Regions from separate parts of the Mus musculus genome. Here region 2 is linked to region 1. A link is a contact called in public promoter capture Hi-C data. All regions are on one chromosome and are shown on one strand. The core of a region is the stretch at or near the end of the contact, and the rest is flanking DNA. Distances in the headings are between cores, read along the strand shown.

Region 1 (4,662 bases), core at 568-3,067:
TGGGTTTGATAAGATTCTTATCACTTAAGGCTAGAATGTTGTTTTTGATCACCTGACATAGCTCAAGGCTGCGTCGGCCTGAGTTCACAGGCATCCAATACTAGGACATTTTTCTTAGGGTTGGAATGAGACTTGTCATTGTCTCAGGTCAATTTTCATCTTTTCACCGGTTGTTTTCATCTGTTGAAGAGTTTTAATGCCGGGTTAGCCTTCACAATAGCCACTATCCCTCCAGGAGTGTCATATGTCTCAGTGAGGCCCCCATTGTGCTGATAAGCTGCGGACAAGACCTGTGGCCACCCAATAGACTATCCCCGTTGTTTTCAAATTGGATGCCGCAGCTCTGGGAGTGTCAGCTGGTTCTGAGGCTTTAGTCCAGACTATACATTTCTTCAAGGTTGTGCCTGCCCCCTCACACCATTTATTTTCCCCATTCCTTTAGTCCAGGCTTTGTTGGGAGGGACAAGGCAGAGACAGACCTGGAATCCCTTGATGAACATTATCCAGGGTGGGTCTCTCCACCTCAGCAAGCTGCTGAGATCTCTAGCATCCCGTTAAACCTGGGGCAGAGACTCTGTGATGCTCTGAGAGTGAATGTGCAGTATTCGTGGGACCCATAGCAGTTCCTCTGTGTGGGCTGAACCAGCAAAGGACGGTAACTCACGGGCTTCACTGAGGCATGAGTTGGGGTCACCCTCTTTCCTTTGGTGGGTGGGTGGAGAAGAAAGAGTCAATTAGATTTACTTAAATGACTCCCCTCTACACCAGCCAAAACCAAAATCAAGGTCTCTTTAGATAGCTCACTAAAGAGGTGAGTAGCCTCATTACCAAAACCTGCTGCTCAGAGACTTCCGCTCCCAGCGGAATTCCCCCCCCCCCACCCCATGCTCTTCTGACAGTTTTACAGTTCAAAGTTCAGAAGGAGGAGGGAGAGAAGTTTCATAGGAGGAAAGATCTCTACAAAATTAGAAACGAAGTTCATGTCCCCAGCTTCCAGGCTGCTTGTCAGGAACACAAAAGGTGGCATGTGATAGCGATGTAGGTTGTGAGTTTAGGAGAAAATCACAGAGGGGCCAAGGAGAGAAGATGCCATGGGTATGTGTGTAGCCATTCACTTTAGTACTGAACTTTCCGGAGCCAGAACGTCCCCCAGCACCAACTTGCACCCGTGCAGGCTTAACAGCATGCTGTGAGCGTCCTCTGCTGTCTGTGTTTGGGCCGGCATCCAAGCCAGTTGGGCTGTTTCCTTAATGGCTACAAGCAGGCGTCTCTCCCGCTTTCAGTTTCAAGAAGTACCATAGCCCCATCAGAGTCTGCGCTAAGGAGTGGGACTGGCCAAACTGACCCCTTCAGTACTGCATCTTTTTTAAAAAAAAATATTTTTTTTGGTGGTGGAAACTCTAGAGGGCGGAGAAAAAAGAGGTCTTGCTGTGTGAACCGGGGAGGAGGGAAGGGAGTCGTGGCGGGGAGGGAGTGGGGGTGGGGGTGGGGGTGATAGGTTATTTCTGCTCCAGGGCAAGAAGGAAAGAATCTCTGTGGAGATTCCTCCCCCCACCCCCACCCCCCGGAAGGCACTTCCAGCTTTTGTAAACCTCAACATCACTGCGGAGGGAAGCCGTTGGAAAGCTGCCCCTGGGAATTATGGGGCAGGGAAGTCAGAAAGCATAGAGTGATCTTAGATAGACTGCTAGGCTTTGAGGTGCAGAAACACATACTACCCCTTCCTTTAAAGGCGGTCCAGCGGCATCAAACGCTGATGTCGATGAAGCCGCTGATGCGGTTCTCCATGATTGGAGGAAAGCAGGGGTGACGTCAGCGCATGCTTGTAATTCCCGCACTCAGGCTGCAACAGGAGGGATCTGGTTAAGGCTGTGTTCAGCCTGGGCTACAGAGGAGGAGATCTTGTTTAAAACGCAAGACAAATCAAACAAGAAAAACCAACGAGGGGGAGAGAAAAGGGTCAGGCATCAGGATTCATTACATGTATGTAGTAGATCTAAAGTGGAAATTTCTGGTTTCTTTGAAGACTTGGGTTATAATGTTTTGCTGGGACAATCAGGGGAAAGGATGTCTTGCTAAAGCAGACACGTGAGAGAATGTTTTGATGAAGGAGACACAGGTGAGAGGATGTTTTGCTATAGCAAACAGGTGAAAGGATGCCCAATGTTTAGAAAGAATATAAATATGGCCCCACAGAGAGTGGGAGCGCCAGCTGCTTTGCCTCCACTGCCTTGCAAGCCTTCGCTGATGACACGCATAGATTGGTTCACCTTCCATTGCATTGCTGAAGTTCGCTTGTAGTGACCTCATAGAGAGAAACCCACCAAAATAACTTCTTGTGAGAGTCCTGCGACTTCTGGTCACTGGACTTGGCCGATTGGCAAACCTCACCTTATCCCCTGGAGTGAACTGCCTTTGCTGTTCCCGGTGTGTTGCCTGCCAACTGGACTGGACTGCAGTTGCTGATTTATGTTTGGTGTTTGCTAGTTGACAGAAAACAATGAAGATGGGAATCGCCCCCAAAGAACTATTTCTAAAGAGGTCCACTTCACCCCTATCCTAATAACCTTTCTTTTCCACTACCTCTGCTAGAGGGGAAGTCGAACTCTTATTAAAGTAGGTTGTGAAAAATATATGCCTACATAGATCCTTGCTATAATGAATAAAATGGGCATAAGAAATGTCTCGTTGTTTCCCTCCCTTCATGCTCCAGACCCAGCCTAGTGTGGCTAAGCTGAAAGGAGAGTCCAATTTCGGTAGCTACCCAAATGGTCTCCTGCCCTCCTGCTCCGACATAGGAGCTGGGGGGTCTGAAAGGAGATGCCCAGCCTGAAGTCCCCTGCTCACTTATTAGATGTTCAAGGGTCACCTCCCCAGCCCCCCAAGTGCTGTGACCATTGTAGGAACCTGAAAAGGTCTGTCTCCCTTCTGAGCTTGGGCCATTCTCATACCTTCTTATTTCTCCATGCCTGGCCTAGCACAGGCTCATGGAGGCCACTCAGCCTGGGCAGGAGGGACACCACTCTTTACAGCGCCTACCCAAGGATCACCCATGGGCATAAGGTGTGAAAGGAGACACCAGGTGTCTCTGAAACCCAGGGCACATTCCCAGTGTCCACATAGCATCTCTTGTTACTCTGAACTGATAACCTGTCCACTGCCGCCCGCCAGGCTTTGCAGTAATGCTGCTGTTTTCTGTTTTTACAAAGAAAGAGGCCATGACAGTGGCTTCATAGATTAAGAGCTGTGAGCTGCCTACATTGGAGACAGACATCACTAATGTAAGAAGGGTTTGAGTGTTCGGTGTGAGTGCCCATGGCTGAGATGAGACAAATTAACTTATCAAGTACCACTCAGCATCCAAGCACTGGCTCTGTGCAGAATGGAGTTACTTCCCAGTCATGCTAAATGACACTGGCTAGCGTGCTTCCTCCCCAATTCATGGTTCTGATTCTGTGATGTGCACAGCAGTTATAGACAGCAGCTGAGGGACGTTTCTGAAATTCTGAGTAATTCAGATTCTTCTGTGTATATATGTAAAAGTCTAGATCCTCAACCTTCCTAACACCGCACCCCTTTAATACAGCACAGTTCCTCAGGATATGGTGACCCAGATCGTGAAATTACTTTTGTTGCTACTCTATAACTGTAATTTTCCTACGGTTATGAATGGTAATATAAATAGCTGACATGTGGATGGTCTTAGATGGCCCCTCTAAAAGGGTCCTTCGGCTTAGAGGGGTCGCGGCTCACAGGTTAAGAACGACTGCTCTGTAGTGCTTAAAGTGAGACATTGTTTCTTCTGAATGGTAACCATGCAGGCAACGGTAAGTGATTTGATCAATCTTTATACAAATGCAAGGTTGACTCTAGATGTCAGAACTTTCAAGAAAGACATCAGACTCTTAGAAGTGCTTTCGAAGCTATAGTATGTTAGCTAACACAGCTGTGTACACTCACAACAGCTTTGTGTGTGGACACAAGACATTTTAACCACTCACCACCCTCTCTTCCCCATTTATCACCTGCGGGCCCACTTCCTCTTTCCAACTATAGAAGTAGTCTTAACTTACAGCTTGCCATTCAATATGAAGTTTGTCCTTTAAACCATAGTAGAAATGCTAGTGACTATTTCAAGAGGAAAAGCTTTCCTGACAACACTGCCCATTTGAATATCCCTTTTTTATATTATGATTTACATTTTTGGTAATGTGTTTTGTTTATAGATCCTTGAAAACATGAGAATAAGTCAAGAGGATGATTCAACATAGAAAAAACATGGCAGCAGGGATGTAAAGAGAGGAGACCGAGCAGAGCAGAGAAATAGGGAGTACTCAGAGAAACAACAATCGGACATACTAAAAGTGAGCAGCCTTGCGTGTCACAAAGCATTCATGCCCTTCTTCATGCTGACAAAGGGAGACTGGATCCAGCTGATGCAATGTGCCCAGCAAAGATAAGGAATGAGATGAGGCCGTCAGAGGGAATCCTGGCTCTCAGTCAGTCAGCCAGTATGTGACTGTCAACAGCAGAGAGTTTTATGGAAGACATCTTTTCATGCCTCCAGTTGGATGAGGTGGGCTGGAGGCTGTGCCTATATCTGCCTAACATTCCAGTCATAAAGGAGAGGCAGAGCCCTAGAGCAGTGATTCTCAACCTTCC
Region 2 (4,662 bases), core at 1,473-3,972, 1.0 Mb after region 1:
TTGCAGATCTAGAGGCTAACTACCTTATCTTGGGCTAGTTCTAGCCCTCTGGAACAACCGTTCTCTGCATTAAAACTAACATCCTGTGACTAATAGATAAAAACCTTTAAGAAGCTATTAACTCAACCGACCATTAGCTTCCACCAACCCAACAACTCAGAGAGCATCTTGGGTCTATAGAAAAGCCTCCCTCATTTCGCTGTACCTCTCTGTGCCTGCCTCTCTGATTTAACTTGCCTTGACTTTTGATTTTCTTTGTTATGTAAAACTATAGAAACTTCATTAAACTGCTTCCATGTTGGAACATGGAACTGAGGGTAACCTAAATCTGTGTTCCTGGGCCACGGTCTTTCACAATGGCTCCTGAATAAACTATAAATGATTCCTCTAACTCTTGTTCCCTTTAAGATAACAGCTGTGGGGCTGGAGAGATGGCTCAGCAGTTAAGAGCACTGACTGCTCTTCCGAAGGTCCTGAGTTCAAATCCCAGCAGCCACATGGTGGCTCACAATCATCCGTAATGAGATCTGGTGCCCTCTTCTGGAGTGTCTGAAGACAGCTACAGTGTACTCACATGTAATAAATAAATAAATTATTTTAAAAAAGATAACAGCTGTGGTCTTTGCTATAGACTCATCCTCTTCCTCTCTCTCTCTCTCCCTGCCTGACCTGTAAGGTGGTCTGACAAGTTCTTGAGAGTCCCCTCTAGCTGGTGCCTGCTCTTTCTCCCTGCATGAGATTCCTAAGGGGAAATTCTCATTTCTTTGGGATCCATTGTTTCAACAGTTTGATAGGAGAGACACAAGTTTCTCTAAAGAGAAACTTTATTTTCATTTCTGCCTGACCTGTCATACTTTGAGCTGCCATGTGGGTCCTGAGACTTCAGTCATCTGGAAGAGTAGCCAGTGCTCTTAAATACTGAGCCAACTCTCCAAGACCTGGATGCAAGCTTTGGTTTTCGTTTTTGTTTTGGTTTATTTATTTATTTATTTATTTTTGGAGACAGGGTTTCTCTGTACAGCCCTATAGCCCTGGCTGTCCTGGAACTCACTTTGTAGACCAGGCTGGCCTTGAACTCAGAAATCCACCTGCCTCTGCCTTCCAAGTGCTGTTTTGTTTTTCATTTTATTTTGAATTGGTGGTGGTGGTGGTGGTGGTGGTGTGTGTGTGTGGCTTCCTTTCACCTCTGGATATTATACACTATCTAGACACCGAGTTAAATTTGTAACTCTGGCTGCTTAGTCACTGGAAGCCATAAGCCAAGCACCTGATTTGGGGTCATACATAGCCTTTACTCTTCAGGACTTCCTTTTTCAGCATTACTTTCTACCCTCACTTTACCTGAGAGAAAACAGAGTCGGGCCATGCCGCTTGACTTGCTTCTGACCATGGTTCCTTTGTGAAGTGAGTGTATATTACAGGTTTCCAAGGCAAAACTGGTGTCCACCCAGTTCCCATGGTGGGAATTCAGTGAATCCTGTCAATGGGGTCAGTCAGCTGCCTGTTTGCCAATCCTTCACAAGCCTCCCATGGCCGCCTCCTCCTCCCCCCTCCTCCTCAGTCCTCCAGGGTCCTCAAGGCTTCAGTTTACAAATCCTGCCTTCCTCCTCCCAGAATTCAGGTCAGAGATTCTCCTATTGTTATGTCTCCCATCTGCCCACAGCTTTACCCAACAAGGCTCCAGTCTCTGAGGTCCCATGGTTTTCCATGCCTCTGAGGCTGTTCTCCAGCCTCAACCACTTTGCTAAAGATTCCAAGGTCCTCACAGCCAGTCCAACCAGTAGCTGAAACAGGCTTCCAGCCACATCTTCTTTGAAGTCTGCTTTGTCCTTTTCTGGCAGTTCAAGCTCCGGGAAGCAGTAGTGCTCACTTCTCTCGTTTCCCTCAGAACCTAGCACTCTGCATATCCCTGCACACGTCTGTAAACTTGCTACAGGCTGAAGTGTTTTCATAGGCCCACATCTATGATCACTAATAGCTAGCTTCTAGCGGTCCAGCATCAGGAGCCTGGGCGAGCACCGCACACAATGAATCTCAGGAAGGGATTCTGTTCTCCAAATGCAATTAAGATCAAGGCTGTTGGTGGTCCCCACTTAGCCTGACCTATTTGAACCCATTCTGCTCTCACTACTATCACTTCTGACCTGTTACAAACTCCGTCTTCTTTGCAGTGGTACTCTGGGGTGGTTTTCTGACCAAGGCACACGTGTACCATTCTAGAAATATTACCTGTACAAACTTTGGGCTGGAGATCATTGACAATATTTGTTCAACTTTCTTGTTACAGTGGAAGAAATTAAGGCCCAGAGAAGTGATAAGCACACCTTAGGTCACATAGCAAGGAGGAAACAACCTGACCTAGATTCAAGGAGCCTCCCGGCACCGGCAACTGCGTCCCAAAGTCTTTTTCGCTTTCCTCCTCAGAGTCTCCTTTGCTCTTTCCACAAAACAATCATCTTCCCTCTCTCACATATCAGTGTTAACTCGGGCCTGTGTACCAGCTCCAAGCCGAGAGAAATTTCTCGGGATATGATCCGCAGTAAGAAGGAAGACTCACTGTCAAGAGAGTACCAGGGACTCTGAGGAGGCGGTAGCAATCTCTAGCCCCGCCCCAAAGCGCATCAGACCCCGCCCCTAAGCGTGCCAAGCCCGGGCACGCTCGACCAGGACAAGGCGGAAATCCTAAGTCCCGCCCTCCGTAAAGACCGCCCCTACTGACATGGACAGGCAGAAGCCTAATTCAATGAGAAGAAAGAACCGGCCGCTTTAGTCCTATGGGGTGCGACAACACAACATGAGGGTCTTTCCGGATCTTTGCACGCCCCTGGGTGCTCCAGCCCAGAAGTGTCGTAGCTGAGAGGACCATCTGTGCAGGTAAGGCTGTTCCCATGCGTGGCGTGCATCTGGGCGCCGACGGAGGGTGCCGCTGTACCCACGCAGAGGACAGAGAAGGCAAGGCTGAAGGCAGGAGGAGTGAGCGTGCCATACAAGGCCGGAGTGGGCGTGGGCCAGGACCTGGCGAGTCCTGCGGCGTCCCCAGGATCCCCTTGCAGAGTCCAGCCTGCAGTAGACCTCTGCCTCTGTTGAAATTTGGGCTGTGAAGAAACACGAGGCCAGGAGGCCAATAGTACTTTATGGTATAAATTTTGGAAGTTTATGTTTTTGGTTTTTTTGTTTTTTGGTTTTTCGAGGCAGGGTTTCTCTGTGTAGCCGTGGCTGTCCTGGAACTCACTCTGTAGACCAGGCTGCTGGCCTTGAACTCAGAAATCCGCCTTCTGCCTCCCAAGTGCTGGGATTTTGCTTTTTTTTTTTTTAAAGGCTTCTTTTATGTATGTGGATATTTGGCGTGCATACATGAGTGTACTTCGAACAAGCCTGGTGTTCAGGGAGGCCAGAAGAGATCAGTGAGATCTCCTCCAGCTGGATGATCGTGAGCCGCCCTGCGGGGTGCTAGGATTTGAACCTGGGTCCTCAGCTTTCTTAACCACTAAGACATCTACACACACACACCTTTTAAAAGAGCTTTTATTTTTAATTGTGTATGTGGGTGTGTGTGCTTACATGTGTCTGTGGAAGATCCAAGAGACCCAAATGTGTCAAACTCCTGAAACTGTAATTTGAGACGTTGTGAGCTCCTGAACTCTGAAGAACAGCAAGTGCTCTTAACTGCTGAGCTATCTCTCCAACCCTAGCGGTATCTTTATAAGACACAGAAAGAGAGGTTACGTGGTGGCTTGCCTGAGGTTGTGTGCAGGCTGGTATTTGGAAAAGTTAGGAAGCCCAGATGTGGACCAGCCTCCATTCCCTGCCACAGTAAGATGGGTGTTAGTGAGAAACGAAGCCTTTCCACACCAGTTCTAGTGACTTTGGGGAGCGCCACAACTCCCTCCACCTTGGATGACCAGACACAGCCTTGTGTGTGGAGCAAGGCAGTAAGAAGAAAAACATAAAACAAAACAACTAACAACTCCAAGTCAGCTACTCGGAGAAGACAAAAATCCCACGACCTGGAAATCCAGTTGTCGATAACAGTGGAAAGTAATCGAGGTGGTGTCTTTTGGCTGATGGAGCCTACAAGTGCAGGATGCTCCTGTATCTCTAATGCGACTTTGTTAGTCAGGTATTGTTAGTTCTATAAGCCTCGGTTTCCATGCTGTGTAGTAGGGTTAGCTTATTATGGTTGTGTATTTGTGTGTATGTATAATGTATGTGTGTAAGTGAAGGTTAGGGGGCAACTTTGTGGAGTTGGGTCTCCTGTGGATTTTTATTTTTTCAGTTTTTTTTAAAAAGATTTATTTATTTATTATATGTAAGTACACTGTAGCTGTCTTCAGACACACCAGAAGAGGGAGTCAGATCTCATTACGGATGGTTGTGAGCCACCATGTGGTTGCTGGGATTTGAACTCAGGACCTTTGGAAGAGCAGTCGGATGCTCTTACCTGCTGAGCCATCTCACCAGCCCCTGATTTTTGTTTTTTTGTTTTTGTTTTTTTGAGACAGGGTTTTTCTGTATAGCCCTGGCTGTTCTGGAACTCACTTTGTAGACCAGGCTGGCCTCGAACTCAGAAATTCGCCTGTCTCCTGCCTCCCGAGTGCTGAAATTAAAGGCATGCGCCACCACTGCCCGGCTCTCCTGTGGATTTTAGGGAGGGAATTTATA

What was found. Promoter capture Hi-C pulls out the DNA fragments that hold promoters and counts their contacts.
Region 2: a promoter capture Hi-C map of liver shows a contact between it and region 1, with 3 times the contacts expected there. The contact joins the promoter of Dcaf4 here to the enhancer-like site in region 1. A contact is called at or near these places in 3 of 39 promoter capture datasets (hippocampal neurons and liver), 1 of 115 datasets of contacts at active chromatin or transcription factors (astrocytes) and 1 of 9 other capture datasets (liver).

The regions. Positions count from the first base shown.
Region 1 is chr12:82,468,989-82,473,650 of GRCm38.p6, forward strand. No RefSeq gene overlaps it. Among named protein-coding and RNA genes, the nearest start is that of Gm30966, 5.4 kb to the right of the region's middle. Within about 2 kb of position 1,818, at least 295 of the 459 cell types and tissues checked have an H3K27ac peak or open chromatin away from gene starts, as enhancers often do. A contact at or near this core is called in astrocytes, hippocampal neurons and liver, where this site is marked.
Region 2 is chr12:83,517,744-83,522,405 of GRCm38.p6, forward strand. It overlaps Dcaf4 (DDB1 and CUL4 associated factor 4), which reads left to right and starts at 2,723. Exons shown (of 14, transcript NM_030246.2): 1 at 2,723-2,874.